Linked DNA regions of Sus scrofa: region 1 is linked to region 2. Evidence: chromatin contacts called from public Hi-C data. All regions are on one chromosome and are shown on one strand. The core of a region is the stretch at or near the end of the contact, and the rest is flanking DNA. Distances in the headings are between cores, read along the strand shown.

Region 1 (5,733 bases), core at 2,306-4,805, about 22 Mb after region 2:
CTTCTTTTTTTTTTTCTTCTGTCTTTTGTCTTTTTAGGGCCATACCTGTGACACATGGAGGTTCCCAGGCTAGGGGTCCAATCGGAGCTATAGCTGCCGACCTGCACCATAGCCACAGCCACTCGGAATCCAGGTTGCCTCTGTGACCTACACCACTGCTCCTGGCAATGACGGATCCTCAGCCTACTGAGCGAGGCCAGGGATCAAATCCGAGTCCTCATGGATGTCAGTCAGGTTCGTTAATCACTGAGCCATGAAAGGAACTCCAGCTTCTGAAACTCCTCATTTTCTATATTCCATTGCATAGCCCACAATGACCCTTAAACCCTATTTATCACCTGTTCTTCACTCTCTTCACCCTCCTGTGAAGCTGATGTTGCAGCCACAACACCCTAAGCACCTGCCCTCACCTTGCTTGCCCCTTCGCCCATGAGGACTACTTTCTCTACCTGGAAGGCCCTCCGCCCTGCAAGTTTCAACCAGGGATAAGGAAGTTTCCTGAGAGAAGCATTTCCAAGCCTGGAGAACCCCAAAGGCAAATACTAAAGCCCCAAGTGGACCCAAAACAAAAACCCCAAGTGAAAACAAATGAAACAGTTGGTTCAACAGAATGGGAGACAGGTGCAAGACTTTCTCAACCTTATGGTCAGGTTAAAAAAAAATAAAATAAAATAAAAAGCAAGAACCTAATATAAAATGGCAAAGGATGAAGCAATGACAAACTGGAATGCTTTTTTCATGCAAAAAGGAAATGCAGAGGAATTACACAGCTGTAGTCACAGAAGCAGCTGTTGAGTCAGCCAACTTGGGTAAGATATGCATGCAAATCAGAGACTGATGATTTATGTTAATTGACTTATATTTGGTCTGAGTACTAGCCATTTTGTACTTCTAAACCTCCTGTCAGCATCATTTCTGGTTCTACCCATTTTCAGCAAGTTTCATATAGCATCTCCCCCCCATTGTCTCTTTTCTGATTTGACAGATGAGGATGAAAAAGAATATGAAAATGCAGGTGAAACCACAGGCCACTTTCCGAAATTGCCACATATGCAAATCTGAATTCCATGAACCCAAACACTAGTGTTAGGGGTCCTGTGAGCAAGTACTTCTGCAAATTAACTGGAGAACCCAAAGATGACCACGACATGACCTTGAATTCAAGGACTGACAGTTTTAGAAGACTCATAGCCCACAGCCTTGGGTGTCTGATGGGCACTTCAAACATAGCACGTCTGATAACCAGTCTCTCCTTCAAACCTTGATCCTCCTCAGACCTTCCCCATCAGTTAAATGAAAACACGAGTCTTCCACCTGCTAAAATCAAGAACCTTGTGTATGATTACTCTTGCCTTCCCTCTTGTGCTCACGGGCCTCCAGTTGGCCTAGCAGCAAACCCCATCAACTCTAGAACCAGGATCTGACTGCTTCTTAACCCCTCAGGCCACCAACCTAGTCTTGGGTCATCTCTCACGAGTCTATTCAGGAGCCTCCTTGTGGGTCTCGCTGCTTCCAGGCTTGACCTATTCTGCTGCAGACCGCTCTGCACAGCAGCCAAAACTAATAACGTTATGTTAATTACACTCAGTTAAAAAAAATTAATAAAAGAAAATGTCATTGATATAAAAATAAGGACCTGGGTCTAATTTTAACAGGACAAGACCAAAGAGAAATGTCGGAGCAGGAGGCAGTATCTGCCCCAGGTGCACTGGCTCTTACCATCTGAGATGCCAATGCTGAGAAGCAGCATGAAGAAGGTAGACACCTCCCAAAATGCAGTCAGGAGTTTAAAGGAACCAGGCATGAAGTGCTAAGAGTGCAGCCTTTGTAACAGGACCAGGAAGGGATGTGTTTATACCACACTTAACCAGACCATCCCGTCGAAGACAAAAACTCAAGGAATCTGTGTGAACAAACCCTGACAAGTGAATAAAGAGGTGGAGAAGAGGAGGGGGGAAAAAGGACAGAAAGATCAGAATAGACTCAAGGGGCCATCTGGTGACTTTTCTAAGGACTAGCATTTAACTTTCAAAAGAAACCTGAAATAATTCTTCCCAAATCAAACAGACTAAGCAGCCATCTCTTTGCACTACAAAGCAGGGGATTCGGTTCCTTATCATTTAAAAGGAATTTTAATGCAAAATAGTAACTCACATTGTCTTACAAACTCACATTGCCTCCATTAACCGCCCCCCCAAGATGTCCCTGGGGTGGGGAGGGGAGCGAAGAGGCAGCAAAGCAGTGCTATTTGCATGGCTTTAGTGACCTCCCCCTCAAGGAGGTAAAAGTGAAAGCATTCTTTAAAAGATCTGGGATACTTGGAAAGTCTATCCTTCTTGTACCTGAAATTAAACAGACTAGGAAAGAATCTATAGGGAAAGTTGCTGTTGGATCCAAGCTTGCACAGTTTCCGGGGGAGCACAAACACAAGGAAAACAGGAATAGTTTGGTAGGGGAGGGAAGCTGGAGTGGGAGGGAGGCTTAATTCTAGTTAAAGTCTCCTAAGGAGCCAACACGTGGATCCAGGAAAAGGCCCCAGAACTGCAGGATGGGGCTTAGCACCAAGTGGATTCCGGGTTGACTGAGGAAGATCAGGAGGAAGAGAGTGGCAGGGGAAATACCTTTGCTCATCTCCTCTTCCTTAACATAATTGCAGTGACTATTAAAAAACAAACAAAAAAACCCAACATGTGGCAAAGGCACTTAAGTTGCCACGGGAAAGTCACAAGTTTGCTGGAAGAGAATGTAGGGATGGTAGGGTGTCTGGTGTAATGTGATGAAGAAAATTTGATGGCAAAAGAGGTTCAAGTTTTACCTGCAGTTGGGTGCGGGTGTCGTAATAACCTAAAGAGCCTGGATTGTGGAGTCTAGACCCATTCCACCCCTGGAGAATCACAGAAAACTCAAGTCAACCTGGCTGGAAGCCAGTATTACGGCTTCTTTAGTTGTCATTTTCAGAGTCGCATGATATTGAGGTTTCTATGTATATTATTTATAATCTGTAACATTTTTGCACCATTCTGCCAAGTTTTTTAAGGTCATTATCTCTCACATTCACTTTTTTTTCTTTTTTTTCCTGTCTTTTCAGGGCCTTTTCAGGGCATATGGAAGTTCCCAGGCTAGGGGTTGAACTGGAAACTGCAGCTGCCGGCCTACACCACAGCCACAGCAACGTGGGATCTGAGCCGTGTCTGCGACCTACACCACAGCTCATGGCAACACCAGATCCTTAACCCACTGAGCATGGCTAAGGATCGAACCCGCATCCACGGATACCAGTCTGGTTTGTTACCCCTGAGTCGCAACGGGAACACTTCATATTCCTCTTGACTCCACAAGGATGCCCAGAGGCCTGAGCTCAGGAGGGTGATCAAGGCCAGCCAGTCCCAAGTGTCAGGGGAGAGCTTGGCACTCAAGTCTGGGAACTTCTGAGCCCGAGCTCTGCCTTCTCTGCCCAGTACATGCTCCACCTCCCAGCAACCCCAAACCATCCTTCTCTCTAGCATCTTCCATGGGCTGAGAACCTTCCTACACTCTGATTGAAACTGAGCCTTTACTATTTTTAGACAAGAGCTAATGAGCTGTCTATGTCAGACAGGTTCTCAAACCTATCAGATCCCACACTCTTTAGGTATCCTCAGATGTAATCAATAAAAAAATCTTGCCTGGTCACATACATTTAAAAAAACAACCAACAGAATGTCCTCACTTAATTATATAAAGAGGAAATAAAGGAGAAATTTAAAACAAATAAGAGGCACTTGAATGTACAAATGCTCAGGTACCACTACACAGCAGACATTATAAGACGGAGAGATCAGTATGAATTCAACAGCTACACAGGCAGGCCAATAGCAGCATTGATATTATTTTTTCTGAAATAAACATAAAGTTCTATTACCATATGATCCAGCAATCCCACTCCTGGGCATACATCTGGACAGAACTATAATTCAAAAAGATACATGCACCGGTATGTTCATTGCAGTACTATTCACAATAGCCAAGACATGGAAACAACCTAAATGTCTATCGACAGATGAATGGATTCAGAAGATGGGGTACATATACACAATGGAATACTACTCAGCCCTAAAAAAGAATAAGATCATGCCATTTGCAGCAATATGGCTGGAACTAGAGATTCTCATACTAAGTGAAGTAAGTCAGAAAGAGGACAAATACCATATGATATCACTTATATGTGGAATCTAAAATATGGCACAGATGAACCAATCTACAAAACAGAAACAGACCAACAGACATAAAAGAACAGACTTGTGGTTGCCAAGGGGGAGGGGGAAGGGAGTGGGATGGACAGGGAGTTTGTGGTTAGTAGATGCAAACTGTTATATTTAGAATGGATAAGCAACGAGATCCTGCTGTATAGCACAGGGAACTATATCCAATCTCCTGGGATAGACCATGATGGAAGATAATATGAGAAAAAGAATGTGTGTGTGTGTGTGTGTGTATGTGAGACTGGGTCCCTTTGCTGTACCACAGAAATTGGCACAGCATTGTGAATCAACTACACTTTAATTAAAAACTATGCAAAATATATAGTAAAGTTCTAAACAAGACAAAGAATAATATCACCTCAATTAATACGGTGGTTGCGTTCCTGGGAAATTCAGCATGTATTTAAAATGTTTTTTGTTTATATCTCTCTATATTATACACATATATAGAGAGAGATCTATATTATATAGAGATATAAACATTTTTTATAAAATGTAAAATGTAACAAAATATTTATAAGATGAATAAAAATATAAAAATACAAATATATATATATAATAAGTTTATATTTTAGTGATAGGAACACTTTCCCCTCTCCCTAAACATGTCTGGCCCATCTGCTCCGAAGTAGCTTCATAGGGGACAATTCTTTAAAGTGCATTGCAGGGCATCCAGCATCCCTGGCTTGCACCCATGCAAATGCCACCCCTAGTTGTGACAGGCAGCGGCGGCCCCATGAGTTTCTACACTATGCCACAGTGGGTGGTACTGTCAACTCTAAGTGTAGACAGTACTTCTACTGTAACAAGCTTCTCCCAGCTCTCCTTTTATTCTCAGGCAGCTAAGGATCCTTTAATATCAAATTCCGTCGTGCTTTAAAAATCCCAGCGTATCATATCATCATCTATCTCCTTCCATGGTTATTAGCAAATAGGTGTGAACTGGATCACTCAGCTTTTGGACACAGTGACAGAGAACAGCCAGCCTTTAGTTGTCATTTACTGGGACCTGAAGAAAGAGCTGCCAGGATGACAACATGAGACACGCCATAGGAGTGCTTATTTTCAGACGTTCGTCATTATTTTCTGCACAGACGCTATAATTAGACCCAATTAGCAAGTTGTTCTCTCTACTTATTCACCAAAGGCCAATACTGCCCTGTGAGAGGATTTTTAAAAAATGCAAAGAACCTCACAAAACCCCCCAAAGAAATAACCCAAACAACCCCGAAGGTGACCTGAACGTAACAAATCAAAGATTTTAAAAGGCGAAAAGGGTCTCCATGATTGAAGACTAAAAATAGTCACAGAAAAATGATATATGCTGGGGCACGTTTCTGATGCTGGATTAGGAGATAACCTTCCCATGAGTTAATGAGCACAACCTCAGCTTTTACTGCCCTTCCTTCATTAACAGGGGTCCTGCTTCACATCAGGGTCGACGTGATGCAACACAGCAGAGCCTGAAACTTCACGTGCACTGTAATCACCC
Region 2 (5,583 bases), core at 969-3,468:
GTTGTCTGAGAGTTCTCTTCGACTGTCTTTATTTCAGTCTTTTTTCTCTTTTTGCATCAGTGATTTCCACTAGTCTGTCCTCCACCTGGCTTATTCATTCTTCTGTCTCCTGTATTCTGCTGTTGTTTGCTTCTAGTGAATTTTTTTTTTTTTTTTTTGTCTTTTTGCCTGTTCTAGGGCCGCTCCTGCAGCATGTGGATGTTCCCAGGCTAGGGGTCTAATTGGAGCTGTAGCCGCTGGCCTACACCAGGGCCACAGTGATGTGGGATCTGAGCCGTGTCTGCGACCTACACCACAGCTCATGGCAACGCCGGATCCTTAACCCACTGAGCAAGGCCAGGGATCAAACCTGCAACATCATGGGTCCTAGTCAGATTCCTTAACCACTGAGCCACAATGGGAATTCCCCTGCTTCTAGTCAATTTTTATTTCAGTTATTGTATTTTGCAACTCTGCTTGCTTAATCCTTAAATCTATTTCTTTGCTCAGTGTTTCTTGTAATTTATCCATCTTCGCCTCCAGTTTTTGCCTCCAGTTTATTTCTAAGATCTTGAATCATCTTTACTATCATTAGTCTAAATTGTTTTTCATGGAAGTTTGTAATCTCCAGATGACTTAGCTGCTTTTTTTTTTTTTCCTCATTCCTATCTGAGTCATAATTCTTTCTGCCTTTTCATTTTGTATCGATTTGTGGTGTGGTCTCCTTTATGCAGACAGTAGGGTTGTAGCCTGTTCTTGCTTCTGATGTCTGCTCTCCTTGTGGCTGAAGTTGGTGTGGGGCCTTGCTGCAGGCTTCCTGATGGGAGGGACTGTGCCTGCCCACTGGTAGGTGAAGCTGATTCTTAAGCTTCTGGTGGGTGGACGGGGCTTTGGGTGTGATTAGAGGTGGCTCAATGCCTGTGGGGGGGTGGGGTCTTTAGGCAGTCTGTTTGCTAATGGGTGAGGCTTTGTTCCCACCTAGTTTATTGTTTGGACTGGGACTTCTCAGCCCTGATGGGTGGGGTCAGATTTTTCCAAAATGGCCACCTCCAGAGAAATGCACACTGTTGATCATTCCTGAGACCTTTGCATTAATGTCCTTCCCCCACAATGAGCCACAACCACCCCCTGTTTTCCCAGGAGATTCTCCCAGAACTGCAGTCAGGTCTGACCAAGATTCCTATGGAGTCTCTGCTTTGCCTTGGGACCCAGTGCTCCTGAAAGCCTATGTGTGCCTTTCAGGAGTGGGGTCTCCATTTCCCCCAGTCCAAGGAGCTCCTGCACACAAGCCCCACTGGCCCTCAACGCCAGATGCTCTGGGGGTTCCTTCTCCCTATGCCAGATCCCCAGGCGTGGGGACCTGATGTGGGGCTCAGAACTCTCACTCCCTTGGGTGAACTTCTGCAATGTAGTTACTTTCCAGTCTGTGGGCCTCTCACCCTGCTGGGTATGGGGTTCCTTATATCAGGTAATCATCCCTCCTACTGTCTCAGTGTGGCCTCCTCTCTGTCTTCTGGAGTAGGATATCTCTTTTGATAGTTTGGGGTCTATTTTGTTGAAGGTTGTTCAGCAGTTGGTTGTAACTTTGTTGCTTTTATGAGATAAGGTGAGCTCCATTCTTGGAAATGTGTTTCTTAAATGTAAACAAAATCCAGAAGCAATAAAAGAGGCTCAGGATTGATTACTTTTTATTTTATTGGTTTTTTTTAAATGGCTCCACCCATGGAATTTCCCAGGCTGGTGGTTGAATCAGAGCTGCTGCTGCCAGCCTTCCCCACAGCTCATGGCAATGCCGTATCCTTAGCCCACTGAGCGAGGCTGGGATTGAACCTGCATCCTCATGGTTACTAGTCATGACAGAAAACTCCACTAGACAGATTCTTAACCTGGTGAGCCACAACGAGAACTCCAGAGGTGCTTCGTTCTAGGTGATTCAACTAAATTGCTTGTGCATCCCCATGCAGGGCTCCCACACTGGTACCTCGGGAGAGGATGTGTCCCAGGGGCCCACTTTGGGGTACCATCGGGTGGGAGCTGCTCTGTCAGCTCTCCCCTGTTCTCCTTTACGTCAAGGCTGAGTCCTTGCTGGTCTCTCTTCCACCTTCTCGCTCTGTTTCCCGCTCCCTCACCTCCTCCGCTGCAGGCCACACTTGGCACCAAAGCATATCTGTTCTCAGAGAGGCTGTTGATTGTGTATATCGTGTGTGCTGCCCTCCCTCTGATGAGATCCTGTTTGATCTGGCTCAGCCAGAGCCATCGAGAGAAGCGGGCCTCCCTTGTCCTTGCTGACCCGCGCCAGGGCCCCGCCAGACCTAGGCTGGGGTTGAAGTCCATGAGCAAAACACAGCTCCTTTCTTGTCTTTGTGTTTCTTGTAAGGAGCTTGATGCTCTGGGCAGCCCTTGAAGCCCCTTCCTCAGTCTGCTGTGCTGCACAGAAGCTGGAGAGCAGTGTTCAGAGGACGCCAGGGCGTGTGGCTCGGCTCTGCCCCAGGGCCCCTTCCCAGCGCAGGGCCCCGCCCGTGCTGACCTCACCCCCCACAGGAGGCCTTCCTGCTTGGCTCCAGAAACACTGTACCAGGGTGTTGTTGATAATTCGGTCACCACGGTAAAAAACACCAAAGCCAAAAAAACCCCCAAACCTTACTTTCTTAGGAATCGATCAGAAAGGCTTCTTTGGGGGATAATGAGAACTGGTGTCTGTCTTGTGTGATGCAGCGGCCCTAACGTTTGCTTTTGCTTCTACAGGGGTGATTTCTCAGCCTGTGCTGGGAGATAGAAACTGCCGTCATCCCCATTTTACAGGCGAGAAAGCTGCAGTGTGAGAAGTTCTTACCTGCCCAGGTCTCGGCTGCTGGGTGATGGGTTCCTGGCATGGGACTCACTCCCACAAGCCTGTCCCCGGGGATCTGGCCACCCTGCCCAGGGCCCAGGCCCCTGGCTCTGGGTGTGCTGCTTGCGCGTTCTTCACTCACAGCTTTGCAGGACGCCTTCCTGTTGTGATGGGGGGGAGGGGGTTGACGGCATGCTTGGGGCATGGTTACTCCTGGTCCTGAGGCCTGTGTGTTTGTTTTGATTTGGCAGAGTCCTCAGCCGGCCTTTGAGATGATGGGATTGGGCAACGGGCGTCGGAGCATGAAGTCGCCGCCCCTCGTGCTGGCCGCCCTGGTGGCCTGTATCATCGTCCTGGGCTTCAACTACTGGATTGCGAGCTCCCGGAGCGTGGACCTCCAGGTGTCCTATTTGTCCTGTCTGTGTGGATGTCATGGAGCATTTGAAGCTGCTGGGTGGTGGGGCCCCAGGGGTTTTCTGTTATTGCCACCCGAGGTGTGTGCTCAGTGGCTGGTGTGGGCAGAGTCATGTGTGTTGGAGGCTCTATATGGCCCCACACCCAGCCCCGGGGCTGACCTCACACCAGCCGTGCTCTTGGGTGGGAGAAGACCCCCTTATGACTTAGGATTGCTGCCAGGAAGTCCCTCGATGCTCTTCATGTGGGCTAATGATTTTTTTAGTCAAGCCTTTCGGGCCTATTCTGGAAAGACAGTTTATACCACCCGCGATGCACCGTCTCCAACCCGTTGTGCTCCTCTGGGCCACACTCGATATTAAAGAGTGGCTTTGGCACTGCACTTGGGTAACAGGTGTGAGAAGTGTGTTTTTAGAGGTACCTGTCTGCATCACCAGCATTTACTGATGATAGCAGGTTTAGCTTTCCCATTTTTGCTGACCAGGGTGGGTCGGGCAGTGCCAAGCAGTGACAGGGGCTCTTCCTGGCTACAGTTCAGTCAGGCTCCATGGAGCCCACCACATAACTAGGACTCTGTCCCTTGCCACCCTCGCCCCCGCCTCCATCCATCCTGATTTTGGCCTGCCCGGCCCAGGCTCAGCAAGGAATGCCACTAAACTCATCCTTCCCCCTCTGATCAAGCTACTCATCCTTTATCTTTGATGTCTCACCCTGGGCCCACCTGCCTGTAGCAAGAGTCCTGTTAGGCCAGCTTAGCAGGAATCCCCCTACTCTTAGTACTGTTCCACCCACTGACCCCACCCCCTGCTTGTTGACTCTACACCCTCAGCAGGCTTTGCTGTACTCAGAGTTGAGCAGAGTGTCTCCCTGTGATGGCAGTAGTCATGCTGCATTTGCAGTAGAGTCTTGAATAAAAATTTCCTTACCATTTTATCAAGGATCAGAATAATTTTTCTTTACCAGTACATGGCAGTCATTGTCTTTTTTTTTTTTTTTTTTTTTTTTCCTTTTTGGACTGCAGGTGCGGCATATGGAAGTTCCCAGGCTAGGGGTCAAATTGGAGCCACAGCCACACCAGATCTGAGCTGTGTCTGTAACCTACACCACAGCTCTCAGATCCTTAACCCACTGAGCGAGGCCAGGGCTTGAACCTGCATCTTCATGGATACTAGTTGGGTTCATAACCCACTGAGCGACAAGGGGGGAACTCCCATTCATTATCTTCTTTTGTACACAGCCTCTTAACCGGTTGGGACCTTATGGTCCCTGTTTCAGAGGTGAGCAGACTAAGACTTGGAGAGATTAGTGCAAGGAGAGGAGAGGTGGAATTGCCACCAAGTCTTCCTGATGGGTGGGTGTGCGCTCTTAGCCATGGAAGCCCAACCCATAGAAGTGTGTTGTCCTCCTCTCAGGCTTAGCTCCGTGCAGGTGTGGTGCTCTTGTCTGAGCTTCCACTGGACCCCTGTTCTCTGGGCAGATGGGGTCTTAGTGTTGGAGAACCGAATCTCTTTTTAGGAATTGTGTCATAAGGAGTGTTTAAGCACTCTGTTAATGGGGAAAAGGAAACTAAATATTTGAACACCCGCTCACTTCAGATAAAGTGTTTTATGTATAGGTAGACCTTGGCGATATCACAAATTCAGTTCCAGACTGCTGCAATAAAGCACGTAATGCAATAGCAGGTCATGTGAGCTTTTTGTTTTCCCAGCATATGAAAAGTTACATTTGCACTGTAAAGTTGCATTTACACTGTACTGTAGTCTGTTAAGTGTTCCATACTGTCATGTCTGAAAAAACATACCTTAATTTAAAAATATTTTACTGCTAAAAGATCCCTTCACTGAGTCACAGTAGTAACCTCAAAGCTCATGACTGCAGATCATCATGACAAATATAATAATAGTGAAAAAGTGTGAAATGTTGTGAGGACTACCAAAATGTGACACAGAGACACAAAATGAGCAAATGCCTTTGGAAAAACAGTTCTGGCTGGAAGTTCCCATTGTGGTGCAGCAGACCTGAATCCGACTAGGAACCATGAAGTTATGGGTTTGATCCCTGGCCTCGCTCGGTGAATTAAGGATCTGGCATTGCTGTGAGCTGTGGTGTAGGTTGCAGACGCGGCTTGGATCTGGTGTGGCTGTGGCTGTGGCCAGCAGCTGTAGCTCCGATTAGACCCCTAGCCTGGGAACTTTCATATGCTGCGAGTTTGGCCCTAAAAAGCAAAAGCCAAAAAAAAAAAACAGGGAAAAATAGTGCTGGCAGACTTGCTCCCTGCAGAGTTGCCACAGACCTTCAATTCATAAAAAAATGCATTGCTCAATAAAATGAGGTATGCCTGTATCTGCCTCATTCAAGCC

What was found. Hi-C and Micro-C count contacts between places; a contact is called where the count stands out from the background.
Region 1: a Hi-C map of omental adipose tissue shows a contact between it and region 2, with 7 times the contacts expected there. The contact joins two enhancer-like sites. A contact is called at or near these places in 7 of 47 Hi-C or Micro-C datasets (embryonic fibroblasts, liver, mesenteric adipose tissue and 3 more).

What each region holds. Positions count from the first base shown.
Region 1 is chr10:50,944,441-50,950,173 of Sscrofa11.1, forward strand. All of the region lies in intron 2 of KIAA1217 (sickle tail protein homolog), which reads right to left. Among named protein-coding and RNA genes, the nearest start is that of KIAA1217, 85 kb to the right of the region's middle. Within about 2 kb of position 3,556, at least 5 of the 83 cell types and tissues checked have an H3K27ac peak or open chromatin away from gene starts, as enhancers often do. A contact at or near this core is called in omental adipose tissue, where this site is marked.
Region 2 is chr10:29,134,638-29,140,220 of Sscrofa11.1, forward strand. GOLM1 (Golgi membrane protein 1) reads left to right here. Exons shown (of 10, transcript XM_021064635.1): 2 at 3,061-3,210. The coding sequence starts at 3,082. Among named protein-coding and RNA genes, the nearest start is that of GOLM1, 20 kb to the left of the region's middle. Within about 2 kb of position 2,219, at least 23 of the 83 cell types and tissues checked have an H3K27ac peak or open chromatin away from gene starts, as enhancers often do. A contact at or near this core is called in omental adipose tissue, where this site is marked.